Linked DNA regions of Hordeum vulgare: regions 1 and 2 are each linked to region 3. A link is a contact called in public Hi-C data. All regions are on one chromosome and are shown on one strand. The core of a region is the stretch at or near the end of the contact, and the rest is flanking DNA. Distances in the headings are between cores, read along the strand shown. Region 1 has its middle 9.9 kb from the start of LOC123411559. Region 2 holds the start of LOC123408839 (F-box protein FBW2). Region 3 has its middle 52 kb from the start of LOC123411035.

Evidence for each region. Hi-C and Micro-C count contacts between places; a contact is called where the count stands out from the background.
Region 1: a contact with region 3 is called in a Hi-C map of leaf, with 6 times the contacts expected there. The contact joins two enhancer-like sites. A contact is called at or near these places in 4 of 6 Hi-C or Micro-C datasets (leaf and seedling).
Region 2: a Hi-C map of seedling shows a contact between it and region 3, with 5 times the contacts expected there. The contact joins the promoter of LOC123408839 here to the enhancer-like site in region 3. A contact is called at or near these places in 2 of 6 Hi-C or Micro-C datasets (leaf and seedling).

What each region holds. Positions count from the first base shown.
Region 1 is chr7H:84,583,680-84,587,250 of MorexV3_pseudomolecules_assembly, forward strand. No RefSeq gene overlaps it. Among protein-coding and RNA genes, the nearest start is that of LOC123411559, 9.9 kb to the right of the region's middle. Within about 2 kb of position 1,837, at least 2 of the 3 cell types and tissues checked have open chromatin away from gene starts, as enhancers often do. A contact at or near this core is called in leaf, where this site is marked.
Region 2 is chr7H:83,303,628-83,307,278 of MorexV3_pseudomolecules_assembly, forward strand. It overlaps LOC123408839 (F-box protein FBW2), which reads right to left and starts at 2,362. Exons shown (of 3, transcript XM_045101881.1): 1 at 2,205-2,362; 2 at 765-1,118. The coding sequence starts at 1,075.
Region 3 is chr7H:84,010,352-84,014,108 of MorexV3_pseudomolecules_assembly, forward strand. No RefSeq gene overlaps it. Among protein-coding and RNA genes, the nearest start is that of LOC123411035, 52 kb to the right of the region's middle. Within about 2 kb of position 1,315, at least 3 of the 3 cell types and tissues checked have open chromatin away from gene starts, as enhancers often do. A contact at or near this core is called in leaf and seedling, where this site is marked.

The DNA.
Region 1 (3,571 bases), core at 587-3,086, 570 kb after region 3:
ATATTTCTTAATTTTAAAGATTCACATTCATTTGAGGTCTTTAAGACTCTAATTAAAATTGGATCATCCGATTTTAACCGGGTCAGCAATTTCTCAAAACTTTGGTTAAAATCTTTAGACGGATAAATTATGCTTTTTAATGGGTTTGGTTTATGATTTTGACTGAACTAATAAATTTTCAAATCAATCAACAACAATCAGCCCATAAAAATATATCAATCATGATCGTGCAGCCGTAGACGTAGAAATTTTTCCACATATATAAGATTGGTTAGCATCTAATATAGAATCACACCACGAAATATCCATCAAATTACCGAATTATAAATAAAATAAAAACATACCATGACATCTCCCCCACACAACAAACACAATATTCCATTAGTTTCAAAATATAAGGGATATTATTTTTTGGAAAGTCAAATTCTTCAAATTTGACCAAGTTAAGAAGGAAAATACCGACATCCATAATATTAAATAAAAAATATGATAACTCATTTAACAATGAATCTAATCACAGCAATTTGATATTATGAATTTTGGTATAATTATTTACAAATTTAATCAAATTTTAAAAGTTTGGCATTATTAAAAAATTATACACATTGTATTTTGAAACAGAGTGATTAGGTTTTTTTTAATCTTATGACGCAGCGAAGCACGCCCAGTCCTTCTAGTAATTTATTGCTAAAGCTAAATTAACTTCAGGATATATACTTATGTATGGTTATATATTGTTTGTATAAAAAGTACGTGTATTGATTAATGAATTTGGGAAAAAATATTATGTCATTTTCAAATCTATGTCAATTTTGATTATTGCGGCATTTACCAAAACCATATAGAAATAATTTGGTATATACCGAAACAGAAATGTCTTCTAATCTCATACCATGTTTACTGAAGTATCAATACAATACAAACAAAAGAATGTATAAACCAAACGACATAAACGGAGTGCACCTAATTACCTTTAGTGGTTTTGAGAAGCTTCTATGGATTAGGTCGGACCGGTATTAGAAGTTTATGTTTTTTTTCTTTTTGTTTTCTGTATCGGTTTATTCATGCTTTGATTCTTTATGTTATTTTCTTCTTCATTTTTCAAAGACACATCATATTTTCTTAACGACGTTGAATATTTTCCATATACACATCGAACATTTTTAGAGGATTTTTTTGAATACAGGTTGAACATTCTTTTTTTAATACAAGTTGAACAATTATGAAATGAACATCCAACACTTGTTATGTACATCTGAGGAATTTTTAGAATACATTTTTTAGATATACATTGCAGATTTTGAAAATACACGGTGAACATTTTCCAAATACATGCTGAGAAATTTTTAGAATACATTTTTTACATAGACATTGAAGATTTTGAAAATACAGGGTGAACATTTTCTTAACGCATACTTTCTAAATCCATTATACTATCCATAAAATCCATTATACTTTTTAAAGCGTGTAAACATTTTTTAAGTGCTAGAACATTATTTAGAATGTCACGAGTATTTTGGTGAAATTTACAAGTAATTTTCTAAAATTATATGATTTTTTTAATCTTGAGATCCTACTAACATATTTCTAAAGCACGTGAATACTTTACAAAATAAGTGAAGTCGGTTTTGAATGATATGAACACCTTTTACAAACTGTATAATTGTTTTTACATTTCTAAAAATGACAATAATACATTTGAAAACAAGAAAGAACGAAAAGCAACGAATTAAACTAAAATCGAAAGAAACAAGAAACACCAAATGGAATGACGGCTACTGTGGTGGTCCACTATCGAATCTATTTTATGCGAGCCGTACTTCGGTAAAAACCTCATTAGCAGATCTGTGCAAAGCGGTGCCGGGCCTTCGCACAGAGCTGCAGGGAATGGGCTGGCGGGATGCAGCTTCCCGGTTTTCGAAACCTGTTCCAGACGGTTTTAAAAAAAAATTGAAGGTTTTCTTGACCGGTTTTTCCTTTTTTCTTTTTCTTTATTCTTTTCTGCTTCTGTTTCAAAATTTGTGCTTAAGATTTTAATTTGTTTTCAGTTTCAAAATTTGTTCTTTAGATTCAAATTTTTTCTCGGTTTAAAAATATGTTCTTAAGGTTCAAAAAATGTTCGAGCATTAGAAAATTATTCGTGCTTCTAAATATGTTCAGTTTTTCTTTCAATAGTTTTCTCCGTTTCAAACTTTTGTTATCAACACTAAAAAAATGTTCGTGCTTTAATTTTTTTCGCATTTTTCAATTTTTCAGGAATTTTCAAAATTATTCTCGATTTCAAAACTTATTCTCAGAATTCAAAAATTGTACATGTTTTAAAAAATTGTCCGCGTTTCCAAATTTGTTCAAGGTTTTTTTAAATTGCTCTTGCTTTCAAGATTTATTCTCAAAATTCAGAAAATGTTCATGCTTCAAAATTTTGTTCACGCTTTCAATTTTGTTCGGGGTTTTTCAAAATTGTTTTCCGTTTCAAAATTTTGGTCTCAAGATTCAAAAAATGTTCGTGCTTTCGAATTTGTTCACGATTTTTCCAAATTGATCTCAGTTTCATAATTTGTTCTCAAAATTGAAAAAATGTTCATGCTTTAAATATTCACGTTTTTAATTTTTTTTTGGTTCTTTCAAAATTGTTCCCCTTTTCAAAATTTTGATCTCAAGATTCAAAAAATGATCGTGCTTTAGAGACTTGTTCGCGCTTCCAAATTTGTTCAGGATTTTTCAAAATTGTTCTCGGTTTCAAAATTTGTTCTCAAAATTGAAAAAATGGTCATGCTTTGTATATTTGTTCACGCTTTTAAATTTATTCGGGGTTTTTCAAAATTGTTCTCCTTTTCAAATTTTGTTCTTAAGATTTAAAAAATGTTCCAATTTGGGCGTTCGAGTTGGGTCGAGCCCTTGTTGCAGCTCGTCCCTGCCACAACGAGTGGCAGGTAGGAGGTTCCGTACTTCGGTCCCTGCTATTGGGAGCTCCTATACGATGCATAATGCCTCTTACTGAAGTCGTCACCTGCAGCCTACAGGGACCAGCGAGTGAGCGACTGAGTGGGCCGCCGTCCATTTATTCCGCCAACAGATTCCTATTTTGGGGACCTTCTAAGATTTCAAGTCAGTTTTTATGGGTTTTGTAAAGCTTCTAGAGGATTTCCTGAACCAAATTTTCTTCTGGGGTTTCTATTTCTTTTCCTTTTTTCATTTCTTGTTTCTGTTTAATTTTTTTCTTTCTATTTCACTTATTTTTTTCGATAGTTTTATTTATAAATAAATGAAATGTTTTTCAAATATGTTTGTATTTTCTGAAACCTCGTTCAGATTTAAAAAATGTTCAAGATTTAATTTTTCTCAAACTAGAAATATGTTATCATATCTGAAATTCGTTCATATTTTCTGATTTGTTTTGAGAAACTAAAAAAATATCCGTTCTTTAAAAATTATAGTATTCTTTTCTAAATGGTCGTGTTTTAAATAACTGTTAATAAATTCAAATAATTTTCACATTTTGAAATATTTGACTTGGGCTTTTAGAAAATGTTTTTATTTTTCAAAAAAAATATGAAGTTCTATTTTCAGA
Region 2 (3,651 bases), core at 1,112-3,611, 710 kb before region 3:
CACTATCAGAAAACACATTGAGCCCAAGGAGTATTATTGTGCTAGCAACTTGACACCACCACCTATAACCCTGTATTTATGGATTGATGCACGGGAATGATACTACTCCATTTGCATCTGTGCAACTGAATTAATAGTTTACGAGAATTCAGCAATAATAGAGCGGACCTTATTGTGTAAAGACAAATACAGCAGCAAGGCAGGTAAATTTGGAATCAATTACATAAGGTAATTGTTTATATTCATTAGCACATGATTCTCTAATGAATAGACGTATTAGCATTCATGCCTTGCAGCATTTCTTAGAGATTTGGGCCCTCGATCGTTCGATCATGTCATCCATCCGATCTCCGTCTTCCATTTTCTTACCGCATGCACTAAAACCCTACACATACACCCTGCGCCCTTTCGTCTACCGTGGACACCACTCTCTTACTTCCCGCCCCACCTCTCCGTCGACCTCACCCTTCTCCTCCCTAACCGCCTTAGTGATGCAACTCCTATAATGCAATCACAAAGCCATGATATTTCACCTGCCACTATACCTTGTGGCAACCTAAACCATATTTTGCACAAGAGCCTTCCTGCATTATGCAAGGATGCTGTCGAATCTGAACAAGCACTACAGCAACATGCACATTCCCACCAGCTAATGGTTCACAACTAATAAAACTAATATACCGTTCCCATCTAGGTTATCAAATCTTATCAGAGCAAAGCATCATCAAACATAAAAATGATTTCGACAGAAGGACACTACTTACTGGTTTGCGATGAAGGTGAACAACGAGTCGCTTGGAAGCCCGGACACGCTAATGCGGCGGAACGAGCCATCGCTGCGAGTGACGAGCGTATGAACCATGCGGGCGAGCTGGTCAGGCTTGTTCTGCTGCTGGCTCCACTCCTGGATGTCGATCTCCTGCCAGCAGTAGGGACCTGAGACCACCCGGCTCCAGGATTTGCAAACCCGGGGAACCACGGTGAGCATCTCCTGAAGGGAGAGGTTGCGGAAGATGAGCCCCAGGGCATCTGGCAATAGGTCCTCCCAACATCTCTGCTCACCGTGCTCTTCCATCCCTGATCCTTCCAGGACTGATCATGCAAGTTGTATGATCCACCTGTTTCAGGAACAATCATACATGAATCTCCGATAAAATCTCCTTAGTTCACATAGTTGAAGGCTTGAAGCAGCACATTCAGAATTTCGAGGTGACTCACATTAACAGTACGAATGTGCTTTCCTATGGTATGAAAAAAAAAATCCAGATAACCAACATTTATTTCGAGATAATAAATTGCCAATATGGCAAGACCACCATAAAGGAGCAGCTACCAAGGTACAGGAAAAATAAAACCCAGCGATGACGATAAAATTCCCAGAGGGAAAAAAACACACCAGGACGAACACAACTGCAAAGCTTCCCCTGAGCTGCGAAGAGAGAGGTCGCACGCTGCAACTTCAACAGAACTACAGGAAGAAATGAGGTCGAACCGAGGGGAGATGGCCGGGAGAAGGGGAGGAAAGATGAGCTTTCTTTTACCAGTCCAAGAAGCAGGCCAGATATGGCAGAGCGCCTAGAGCAGCGCACGCGGGCGCTAAAAATAGCACCCCCTCTTGGCGCAAAGCGGGCCGGTCACTGGTAGCGAGGACCCAAATCAGGAAACCTATCCATCCAAGAACCAAACGCTGCTGCTAGAGCAGCAGCAAGATGCGAGCACCAACCAAAAGCCAGCCCAGCCAAGGAATTAAGCTTTGTTAAGCATCGCCTCACTCGCACTCACACCAACCAGCGAGTGCCAGGAGCGAGGAGAGGACGCCGCGCGCAGATCTAAAGCAGCGCCCTTCGCCAGGGAACGAGGAATTCGAGAAAGCGTGGCGCGCGGCAACTGGCGGCGCCAACCTATATACTACGCCGGCCTACGCTGGTGGCCTCTGGACGCGCGCTCGCGAGAAAGAGCGCAAAAGCTCGGCCGGCCTTTCCCGTCCATGATTTCTTTTGTTCTTTCGCGAAAGGAGAAGGGAGGCGAATAAGAATAAGATGGAGAGAGACCCGTCTTTTTCTTTCGCCCCTCCCCGCCTTGGCGAGGATTCGCTCGCGGGATGGCCGGGAGGGGGAATGAACAACGTTGACGCCGTGGGGAGGGGGGTGACGGGCCGGCTCGTGGCGGCGGCGGGGTGGCTGGACGGGAGGGAGGAGGCTTACCGGGCCGCGGCGGAGGTGGTGGCGGTGGCGGTGGCGACGCTCCTTGGATCTGTGGAGGGCGTCTCGGTAGGGAAGGAGGAGGGGTGTGGGGTGGGGAGGGAGACAGAGTTGAGTGTAACAGTGGAGGGGTGAGGTGGTCGGCGAGAGGACCGGAAAGTCTTTCTCCTTTTGTTGCGCGCGCGTGCCTTTTGCGGTGCAGCGGGGATGGAAAACGCGGCCGGGCTGGAGCGGTTCTGAAGCTGAAAACGTGACGCGACCGCAGGTGTTCTAACTTAAAACGTGATGCGCTCAAACGAAGGGGCCATGGATCGAGCGAGCGAGTCATGATTTTGTTGACGAGATTGCTGACGTTGACGCAGGATTTATCTGTGATGCTGCGGTGTGTGTGGGGTAGATTTTTTATTCCAGATTCAATGATACTCCCTCAGTTTCTAAATACTCTTAAGTCTTCATATTTTTTTATATAGACTACATACGAAACAAATTGAGTGAATTTATGCTTTAAAATATGTCTATATGCATCCGTATGTACTCCCTCTGCAAAGTAAGGGCTAGGTGCAACTGAATAGGCAATCAGCAGAATGTCTTATAAAGCGGACGTCTGGGTTTTGGAAAGTGTCGTTAAACCACAACTTTAGCTCGCGGGTTCGGTTGCTCTTATATTAGTTTACAAAGAAAGTATTTCGTAGTGAAATATCAAAAAAAAAATATTTAAAAACAAAGAAAGTACATGACAGATGTGTTCTAAATTAATGTGGGATCAAAGTGCTATTATGTTTCTATGGCTTTTTGTGTTTGCATAAAGGCTTTCTAGATATGTTTTTGTTCCTCCAAATTTTAACTATTACTTTCCTAAGTAGGAGTAGATATGTTTTCCTAATGTCATGCTAGTAATATTCGTCAATACAACTGTCCACCTTGATGCGATTTTTTGATTTAAAAACACTCGAGACCTTTACTCGTCTTAGGGCCCAACGTTATGTCACGTTCAGTAGTTGTTCGTCATGCGAACAATTAGAGAAATGTTCGTGTTGACAAAGAAGTGAAATTCAATGCTAACATCAAAGGAGACAAAACAGAAAATATCTACATATCTATGCTCCTAGCAAATTATAGTAAAATAAAGTAAATATGATTGCAAATTTCTAAACGACGTTTGACATAAAAGAATTTCAAATTTCAACCATCACTTCCCTAACTAGGTTTGTTTACAACCATGCCCCCCACCCTACTACCGCTCCCTTCCCGCGGTTTTCGGGTTTGAAAATGATTGGGCACTTGTGGCCCAACAATCCAATGACCTAGGATTTGGCCCATCATCATTCAAACAGTGTGCTTGCTTTAGCCATCGCCATCAAGCGGTCGTGCTTTGCATTCAAAATATGGCAACATCCCATCTCCTCGCATGCAATACACCAATACGAGGAAATAAGGTTCCTATCCAATT
Region 3 (3,757 bases), core at 65-2,564:
ACGGATCCGTCCCGTAGTCAAAGCCTATTCTCGTGTTCGGTTTGGTCGAGGAACGAAAAACCCTTGTTCTAGAGAATGGTATATTCCGTTCACATTCCCCAATTAAACAACAATTGGTATGCAGAGCACATACCCACTCGAATGAATTTTTTTAAAATCCTAAATGTTTTTCTAATTTTGTGATACTTTTGAAAATTCACTACTTTTTTTCAAATTCATAATGCCTGTCAAAAAATCTCCATTTTTTCTATTTCATGAACTTTCTATATACTAATGGATTTATTCCAATTTCACAAATTATTTAAAATTCGTATATTTTCTTTCAAATTCGCAAACTTTATTTAAGTTTCTTGGATATTATCAAGTTAATGAAAATTTTCCAAATCCGATTTGGTTTATGATCCTATTTGTTTTGAATGTTCCATAGAAGATCAACCTTTTTTTTCCTAAGACAGCATACCAACAACAGAAAATGTCGTGCGGAAAAAAGTAAAGATCGGTCTGAGCGAGCGAGTGAGCGAGGCGAAGCAAGCGAGTCGAGCAGTTCAAGGCCTCAAGCAAGACAGGGCCGGCCCATGTGAGGGGTGCGTGAGCGCTGGTGGGCCAGTTCGCACCTAGTCAACACTCGAAATTGCTAATTAAAGGATACCCCACGCAAAGATCACTTCCAACTTTCTCTGGTGCTCAGTAGCGCTCCGCATTTGTTATAGTCGGCGCAATCTGGGACGTTTTCCTTTTTTTTGTATGTTCTTTTTCTCGCTCTTAAACCGTGCGTATAAATCATAAACTGTTTTTAGCATTGGATTTCTTGCCACAAGGCCTACGAAACAAGATCTCGTGTTAAAAGGTTTTGATGAAAAATTTCATAGAAAAACCAGGAAAAACGGTGGTCAAAACAAAGATGAAAACCAAAAAAAAGACTATAAAATAAATTAAAGAAAAGTAAATCAAAAGTTAAAAGGAAAATGGAGACCTAGAAGCACAGTTGCGATTTAATATCTTTTAGAAAGCACAAGCTCTGGCTCTCTCTTTTCCAGGAAGTAAATGCTATTGCTTTCTGATGGAAGCACAACCCATGCTTCTGGCGGGAGCACAATCCATACAAACAAATTCACGAACAATTATGGTATTTACAAAGTTTTTCATAATTCATGAAAGTTCGTTGTATTCACCTAAATTTTGTCGAATTTTAATAAAAATGATAAATGATAAAAAGAAACAAAAAAGAATGAAAAACAGGCACCCCGACTCTTGGACCGGTCCAAAGTGCACGATGGCTATATGTTTCCTATCCTCCCCTCACCATATGCGAGGGACCTCTTATTGGACGCTGGAAGCGCCAGTTAGTGCTACTAGCGCTCGCATGCGCATGTAGTGGCCGGCCCAGTCAACCTGCTGAAAAAACAAACGCAACGAAAAATTTACGGTGTTAATTTAGGCTAAGTGTGAATCTATCTCCGCACGCCAAAGTATACAGCTTCATGCCTTCACCTCTAGACCAGGCACAGTTTTGGTGATTACGACTAGAAAATAAACCTATTTGACACTGGTTTTAGTACGAACATTAACATATAGTAGTATTATATAACTACATAAATTAATTAATAAAGGAAATGAAAGTTTAGAAAATAATTCCTAATTTGATAAAGTTCACGATTTGACACAAAGTTCCTCGAAACTGAAAAAAAATCATTGAATTTAACTAAAGTTCATCGAAGTTGGAAGTTTCAATGGAATTGAAAAAAAACATAGGATCTGAAAACTTTTATTGGTTTTCAAAAAAGTTCATCCGAATCATCAAATTTTCATTGATTTTCAAAAAAAGTTCATCCAAAAATGGAAATTTTTCATAAAAATTTCAAAAAAATTCATCAAAAAGTGAAAAACAGATCATCAAATTCGGTGAAAAATATTCAAAAAATAAAAAACCGCTCATATAAGAAAAGAATGAAAGAAAAGTTAAAAGAACTAGGAGAAAGAAAAGAAAATGCACATAACGAACTGAAAAACGAATCTAAAGAGAAAAATAAAGATTCATTGCACAACTTTGTTAGTAGCCTGGTGGTTGTCATGTGCTCATGAAGGAAGTTGTGTGTTCGATTGATCGAATCGGTGTCAACATATTTTATTTTTGGGATTAAACACAGGAAGCAAAATCTCTAGTTAACAAAATACACGCTAACCGACGCCTGGGGTGTCAAATAGGATATGTCCATATGTGATGTCTAGAAGGTCCAAAGCGCGCCGACTATTTCTCTTTTATTGCGACTCATACCATATTCTCGCCTAAACCTCTCTCTGTGTTACATTACTAGGGCTGGCACATTTTTGCACGTGCATTCGGTCGCATGTTCGCGTTCTATTTTTCTTGACGGTTATTATCCACTTGTTTTTCTTGTTTTCTTTACTGATTTTCTGAGTTTTCACTGATATGTTTTCTTCCCTTTTCCATTTTACGTTGGTTCTTTTATTTCTTTCTTTGTTTTCTTCATTTTTCTCATTCACTTTGTTTCTATTTACTTTTTTGCATCCATTTTTCTTAGGTCTTCTCATATTCCTTTTCTTTTTCTCTTTAGTATTCTTCATTTTTCCTTTTTTTGGGGGGGGGGGGGGGGGTGGGGAGGGGGGTGGGGTTGACAAATGTCTACATTTTTCATACACAATGAAGCTTTTTTTCTACGTCATTATTATTACATGCTTGACGTTTTTTAATACCTGATTAACATGTTATTCTAATATATACATACATTTGAAGAAATTTTGGTATGTGTCCTAAATACGTTTTATACATGTTTATTACTTTTATTCACATCATAGCATTTTTGTCAAATATATGTTTTTGCCTATGATTTTTATACAGTTTTGACATGTTTCATCTAAATGATTAACACTGATTATAAAATATAATTTTTTATTCATATATTTTATACACATTATACATTTTATGTAAACATCTAAAACAGATTTTATATATTTGACATTTTTCATATACATGATTAAAAATGTTTTTTAAATACGTCTTTTGATATCTTCCTTTTTCATACAAATTGTAATTTTTTGGTACACATAAAAGACATTTTATAATACATAGCATTTTTTAAAAATATATGTTTTCCTCTCTGTTATTTCTGTACACGTTGTACATTTTAGGTATACTCTATTTATTTTATGTAGTTAAACATCTTTGTATAAATGATGAACATTTTTTTCAGATATATGTTTGGTTATCTCCTTTTTGTAAAGATCGTACACTTTTCTTACATTTTTATACATAGTTCGAATTCTTTTTTAATTACAAGAACAATTTTGTAAATACCATGTACATTTCTTGAAAATTCCATGTAATTGTTCTTGAAATGTCATGTACATGTTTTTCAAACTCGTAACATTTTTTCAATATAACAAGTATTTTTTTAAATCTATCAACATTTTTTAAAAGTTATGTTAACAACCCAATTTCACTGTATTGACATTTGCCAAATTTATTTTTAAAAATAAATCAGGTTTTCGAATATGTATATTGAAAATTTCTTCTAAAATCTACAGCTAGACCTACCAATAAATGAATAAAATATTCTTGGTCCGTCAAGCTATTATGCAATCAAAAAAACTAATATTCCTGTTGATCAACCAACAGTTTGGTTTTCAGCTAGATTTTTTACTTTTATAGAAAACCCCTTGATGTTTCTAGGAGTCAATCCGCTAGCCAGTTTTAAGTCGGATTTTTTATTTTGCGGAAAAACCAATGATATTAGGG